2 separate regions of the Anas platyrhynchos genome follow, and region 1 is linked to region 2. A link is a contact called in public Hi-C data. All regions are on one chromosome and are shown on one strand. The core of a region is the stretch at or near the end of the contact, and the rest is flanking DNA. Distances in the headings are between cores, read along the strand shown. Region 1 holds the start of SMIM13 (small integral membrane protein 13). Region 2 overlaps SYCP2L (synaptonemal complex protein 2 like).

What was found. Hi-C and Micro-C count contacts between places; a contact is called where the count stands out from the background.
Region 1: a contact with region 2 is called in a Hi-C map of F5 follicle, with 2.6 times the contacts expected there. The contact joins the promoter of SMIM13 here to the enhancer-like site in region 2. A contact is called at or near these places in 2 of 8 Hi-C or Micro-C datasets (F5 follicle and small yellow follicle).

The regions. Positions count from the first base shown.
Region 1 is chr2:91,628,384-91,631,767 of IASCAAS_PekinDuck_T2T, forward strand. It overlaps SMIM13 (small integral membrane protein 13), which reads left to right and starts at 1,629. Exons shown (of 2, transcript XM_027451574.3): 1 at 1,629-1,842. The coding sequence starts at 1,767.
Region 2 is chr2:91,562,512-91,565,949 of IASCAAS_PekinDuck_T2T, forward strand. It overlaps SYCP2L (synaptonemal complex protein 2 like), which reads left to right. Exons shown (of 35, transcript XM_027451579.3): 32 at 1-23; 33 at 104-162; 34 at 606-686; 35 at 1,098-1,540. The coding sequence ends at 1,113. Among named protein-coding and RNA genes, the nearest start is that of GCM2, 27 kb to the left of the region's middle. Within about 2 kb of position 2,145, at least 1 of the 8 cell types and tissues checked has an H3K27ac peak or open chromatin away from gene starts, as enhancers often do. A contact at or near this core is called in F5 follicle, where this site is marked.

The DNA.
Region 1 (3,384 bases), core at 379-2,878, 65 kb after region 2:
CCAAAATATGGTATCTGCTTTGCCTTTTGAGCTAGTTCTTTTAAACTAAGAGCATTTACCATTTCAAGATGCCTTAAATTCAAGCCTGAAGACCCATCACATTCAAATTTAACATTCTGAAGAAACACACACTTAAACAAATACAATTAAGGATTTCCAAACTGAACATATGTTGATTAAAAGACCATCTTCCTGTGCAGTGTAATATGAGAAATTTAGTTGCTTCCTGTTTTCATTTTTATTGTGTAATATACTGCTTTGGATGGTATCACTGTTATAGATATTTATCACTCAAAAATGACTTCATTCCAAAATAGTTTTCCAAGATAATTTTTTCTTCAGTTATGGTTGCTGATGTGTTTCAGGGATGTGAATTAATTAACTACTATTACTAAACCGGTTTGGAACTGTAGGATAATGTATATGAAATTTTTTAATAGACCCCAAATATGACAGCTACTTTACAGGAATGTGGCAATTCCATACCCAGAGAATGTACTCTCTGTGAAAACTAAAAAAAAATAGAGAAACACAGCACTGTAGCTAGGAGGGAACTTACTTATTTTTCAAAAGCGAATACAGTATCTGTTATTGCTTTGCTGTTTGTTTGCAATACAGAAGATACCTTGCATAAGTATGCATGTAACAACTGCTTAGGTTAGTATTAGAGTGACATTTAAAGATGTGGAGGCATTAACAAAGTACAAAGTTATTGAGAAGTATCAGAAAAGGTGTTTCAAGTGGAATTAAACTTGCAAGACATGATGAGTGGGTTAGGCAGAGTATTAAATAGGGCTTGGAATTATAGGAGAATAGTCTAAAATAAGAAGATGGAACTCTGGTCTGATTTGGTGAAGTGACAGCAAATTTCAGAATGTGAATGGAGGATTACAAGTGCAGGTAATTTTAGGTTACAGGTTTCCTGAAAGGAGGAGGCACATGACATACTCAACGAGCAAGAAAAGAAAGAACTTTAGCTTCACTTAGAAGGGGAGGTTTTAAAATCAACCATGTAAGAAACACAAAGGATAAGTGGATTAGCCTTCGACATCCCCCTGCAATGGTGACATCTTCATGGGCAGTCACAGCTCTGCTCTTGTGGATTTAAGCACACGTTTTCAGTAGTTTTAGGAACATCAGCCGGTGTCTCCCATGCTACAAGGGAAAGTCACAACCTTTTCTTTTCCAGTGCTAAAGGTGAAAGTGCTAAAGTCTGCACCAGTGGGGCTGTATCGGTGAGGAGCGCAGCCTTTATCTCACGATTCCTGGCAGTTATCATTTCCTCGGATTTCCCTAGTGAGGGCAGGGCAGCTGCAGTGTTAGCACCACAGGTCCCGTGGAATTTGCACCCCCGCTGTAACGCGCACATCAAACAGCGGGAAGCCAGCACAGCGATGACAAAGTGAAGAAAAACGACGGGCTCCCTCAGCGCGGGGGAAGAACTGCCTCCTCAGAGCCGCTGAGGCGCCGGACCCTTCTCGGGCGGCCATTACAGGCGCTGGCGCAGCGACACCATCCCGCGGCGGGGACAGGCGGCAGGGCGCGGGGCACGCTGGGACTTGTAGTCCGCGCCGCGCAGAGGCCTGCGCGCTCCTGCGGGAGCCGAACTCGGACTCCCGGTGAGCCCCGCGCGCCCCTCAGGGCCCGCCCCGCCTCTGCTCCGCGGAGCGGCGGGGGGCGACGCCGCCGCCGCCAGCTCGCGTGGGGCCCCCCCCGGCTCCGCCAGCCCTCGGAGCTGCCCTCCGCGCGGGGGGCGAGCGGGCAGCATGTGGCAGAGCATCGGGCTGACCCTGCTGGTGATCGTGGCCACCCTGGCCTGCGTGCTGCTCTTCATGCTGTGCGGTGAGTGGCCGCGGGGCGCGGGGAGGAAAATCCCTCCCGGACCTGTGCTGAGTGGGGGGGCCGGGGCGTCGGGATGGGGGTTCAAAAAGCAGCCCCAGCATGCAGGGTAAGCGCCACCAAGCCCAGCTGCGGTGCAGACCTGTGAGATGTGAATCCACCCGGCGTCTGCTGCTCGGGGGGTTTATTTTTCTGAAAACCAAGGGGGGTGACCTGAAGGCTCAGCTGGCATCTAATGCTTTTGAAAAGAGTTGTGCTCAAAACTGCATCGCGAAAAGATGTAGTAACGTCAAGGGGCTCGACAGTGAAACGGCAGGTGAAATCCAGTATTGACATCTGTGGAGTTACACCCCTGAGAACTGAGAGGTATGTGCATACGTAAATCATGTGGAGAAGCTTAAGGGGTTCAGACTGAACTGTTACTATCCTGAACAGAGGATTAAATCAAGGCACTCAAAGAAACTTTCCGAAATACATTTAATTCATTGTAGAAACGACATAGGCAAATCAAATGTTAAGACATTTAATATAAAATAGAAAATGCCATTATATTGCTACAAGGACCTATCACGTGCCTGTATCTCAGTGTATTTCCATTACCTTATTTATAGAGAAAAAGATCTCCCAGATTATTTTTTTTAAAAGCATAGAACGGTGAGAGCTGTGCAGTGATTTCTGCATGAAGAGATTCTAACTAGGTTAGAGCTGTCTAGCCTGGAAAACAGTTGAATGATGGAAGGTGATAGTTATAAAACTGAGTAGAGTGAAAAAGGTGAACAGGGAATGGTTGTTCCATTTCCTTGTTACAGAGGAATTGGAGTATATAAAGGGAAATGATCAGGCTTAAAAAAGAAAGAAAAAAAAGGAGAAAGTATTATTTTACACAAAGAAAGGGGAAAATGGTAAGCTCATGAAGAATATTAAGAATATTTTTGATTCTAAAACTTATCTTTCTTCTATGAACTTTAAATGGTCCATCAATGTGTTTAAGCCCTAGTACTAATGTTAAAAGGTAAGGGAACATCTGAAATACAGATTATTGGGGGTAGGTGAGGCACCTTGTAAGCTTTCCCTGCTCCTTTGCTCTTTTCTCCTGTATCCCTTCTTGTCCATTGTCACAGACTGAACAGTGACACAGGTGGATATCTGTTCTGAGATGGGTTTCTTGTCTTCAGTGGATATTGTCTGGCCATCTTCTGTCTTTTGGAGGTGCAATGTATTTACTAGGCTTTCCGTGCTGTCAGAGTACACGTGAGAGATCATTAATGCTGAAGGCTAAGAATAACTTTACAACATACTGTTCAAAATCAGAAACATTTTCTCTAGGTGTTTCTGCTTTTGTCTCTGTATGACAAATGGTGTGAAGTGCTGAGGGATCTCTTTAACTTTGCCTGGTAACTTCTCTTTAGTACTTCCTTGCTTAAAAATAGCAAAAGTAGTTAATAACTTTATTTTTAAATGGCTTATAAATACTTATCAGTTTGGACTTCTGTATTCTACACTCAGATTTAATGAACACTGTGCTTCATCTGTCCTCTGTATCTT
Region 2 (3,438 bases), core at 895-3,394:
CAAACATGGAGAAGGATGCTATGGTGTGTATGACTCATCTTGTGCCAGCCTGCAGGGGTGCCCCTTCCAAAGTAATTTGGGGTTTCTTTGGGGCTCTTCTTAGGACTTCTGGAACACCCAGTTACTCAAAATGAATTCTCTCTTCAACCAGCGGAATCAAAGGTACGCATCTGCTGTCAGTTGTGCCTGCTCACAAGTCCTGTGATGGCTTCAAGTTAAAGAAGTAGCTACTTAAAAGGAATAGCCTGAAGCTGGTATGGCATCTCTGCTCTGTTTGCTGATGGAGCCTTTGCAGTCTTGTGAGGTCCGTGAACTGGGACTAGGGCTCAGTAGGGGACTCTCTGCATGGGAAGCTGTGTAGGGTGGGCACACCTCAAGAGACCTGTAACAGGGTCTGGAAAGGGATGAACCCTCAGGTCATGTCTGTGTGTAATAGGGGTCAGAGGAGGTGATCCTTTCCTGTATTTAAAAAAGAAAATAAAATGCTGTTGGTACAAGTGCTCAGCAAGAAGTTGCAAAAGGGGGAATCCCAAGGTTCACTCTTATTGGTAAATATCACTAAGTTTCACCACAGATCAACTATACAAGCTTACTTTTTCTTCCAGAATTCAGTCTGCTGACTCAGCCCTGGGTGAGGAAACCTGGAGCTTTGCCAGTACGATCCAGGATCCAGAACACCACAGTAGGTGCTGTGCCCAAACCACTCTAGGCGTGTGATTGTGACAGGAACCATCATGTAGTAATACTTCTCCTGGGTTCTTATCTGAAGGATTCCATTATCTGTGGGCTGGCTTTAGTGTAATCAGTGGCCTGTGTAGCTCTTTAAGGATAAGTTCCTGTTACAAGCCCTAAGCTGCTCATGGTGCAGGCATTTCCTTACCACAACTGCTCCTGGTGAAGGGTCCCTCACAGAGCAGCAGGGCTGAGAAAGGAGCAGTCACATCATGGGAGATGCTCATCCTGCAGTGCCTTGTTCCAGGCTAGGTATTTGGGAGTTAAAAGCTGAAGTTAAACATTCTCTTCACCTCTCTGCATTTTATTGTCTAATGCAATGTAAAAGCTTATTCAAACTTCATTGCCTATTTTTTTCTTTACAGTATGAATGCCCAATGAAGAATGCGGCAGAAAACAATGTTCCTTCTGACTAGCAACCTCTGGATTCACAAGAGCTCTTCATGTTTGAGCATCTTATGCCACACAGAAAAGATGGTCATGTGAAGGATATGTTAATCTACTTTAAGTGGAAAGAAAAATTGGGGGGGGGGGGAAGAATGGCAAACAACATTGTTTTCACACACACACAAAATCTCAGTATTAATGTAGACTGCTTGAAGGTTCCGGTTTTGACTCCTGTGTCAGTAACATCAAGATTTTCTGAAAAATGCAAGACAGGTCCACTATATACCAAAGAAATAGAACTAAATAATATGGTTTATCCAACAACCTGATATGTATTGGCTATCTCTGAGTATTCTGTTAATACCCTTATCAAATGTAAAAGTACTTTGATTCTAAGTAAAACATTCTTTGCATAACAGAACCAACTTCTCATTCCTGAATCGACGCGCTATGCATGCCTGTTGAAAGACACTTTCTAGAGTCCTGTATAACCTTTGTGGAGTGTTTGAAGGGTAGCCTTTCTCACCTGCATGCAGCACTGTGGGAACTACTGGCTTGAAACCAGAGCCACTTGATTCTTGTTTGCAGAGATGAAAACCCAGAGGGATCACTAGATGTTGGCCAGATGCCTGATGGCACACTGGGGACTGTGGAGGGTAAGAAACCTGGAGCATTGCAGAGAAGAAAACGTGAAGCTGAAGAATTTTTTTAAAACCAGGAACTATTGGCTTCTAGGAGAGTGCAAAGTACAGAGTACAATGTTAGGATAGATAAGTAGCATCTAAAGTCTTGACAACAAGCAGGAGCTAAGCTGTGCTATTTAACATCATCCTCTATTTCAACTGAATTTGCTAAATTACGGTTGCTTTTCACATGCTGCATTTAATGCTGTGGCAAACTTCACATGTGCTTGTGCATCATAATGAATGTGTGGGAACACGGCATGTTTCCAAGCTCTGTCTCCCTACTTATCTTGTAGAACAGACTTCAGATTACTGGGTGGGTCAGAGTTGAAGGAATCGTCCCTGCACACAGCATACCTTCACAGCAGAAGCCCAGCTTTGTCAGGGTTTGTTTCACTGCTAAATACCTTCTGGGGAGCTGAACCTGTTGTCTTCCGAAGATTGTGCAGGGTAGTGCCTGAGTGGAGAACACTGAGCATCTGTAGCTGCTGTCACGGCATCGCTTGCTGGAGATACTTGCTGGAGATTGTGCTCGTGCCTTTAGCTTAAGTATTCCTGGCTGGGATTGGTGTGAGTCAGGATCTGAATTCTGCAAGTTCACTGAATCTCCACTTGTAACCTGCATCCTTGGGGCACGTGTCATCTTTAGGACAGATGTTGCCTTGGCTGGACTGGTTTAGGCTTGCTTGCCTGCGTCTACCACAGGGTTATTGCCCAAAGGAAGTTTTGGAACAGGAACAGTGTGAAACATGATAGCTCTTTCTGCTGTGAGTCCTATTTTGCTATGTTTCCCCACTGTGTGTGGTAGGAGATGCAAAAAGAGCATTCTACCATGACTTGAAGGAGTACATAGAGATGTTTTTCATGTGTAAGTATTTTTACTAGGGCATTTAGAGGAACAAAACTGAAGCATAGTGTCTCATTATTGAATCCTTGTCTAATCTCTTAGTAAGAAGCTTGGAAGATGTGTTGAACACTTCAGAGGGCTTGGAAAATCAGGATCTCTCCCTTATTAGAAGTTACCATTGTTGTATGCATTCACACTTGTTTTTAACAGATTTATTGGAGAAGTCTCAACACTAAAAAACCCTTTTACTGTTAGGGGAAGGGGAAGAGCTGCTGCACAGCTCAGATATCTGTTTGCACTGCGCTTTTTTGTATTCCTGTATATAAAATGCTTTACCAGTTGAGAAGCTCAGCAACCTGTAGACTGTCCAAGGTGGAAGGACATGCATGTCTTTTCCTAATGGTCTTTGTCTGTAGTGAGCAACAGATGCATGTAGAGACAACCTCTGGAGCAGGACTTAGTTTTTCTATCCTTGGACAGCCCATCTCATACAATTTCCCATGCTGTTTGGCAGGTGTCCTGGTTTCAGTTAGAACAGAATTAATTTTCTTCCTAATAGCTGATGGAATGCTGTGTTTTGGCTTAGGATGAGAAGAGTGCTGATAACACCCCGATGCTTTAATTGTTGCAGAGCAGTGCTTATACTAAGCCAAGGACATCTCAGCCTTTTGCTCTGTCCTGCCAACGGGCAGGCTGGGGGTGCAGTAAGAGCTGGGAGGGGACAGACCCAGGACAGGTGACCCAAACTAGCCAAAGGGGTATTCCATACCATCTGACGTCATGCTGAAC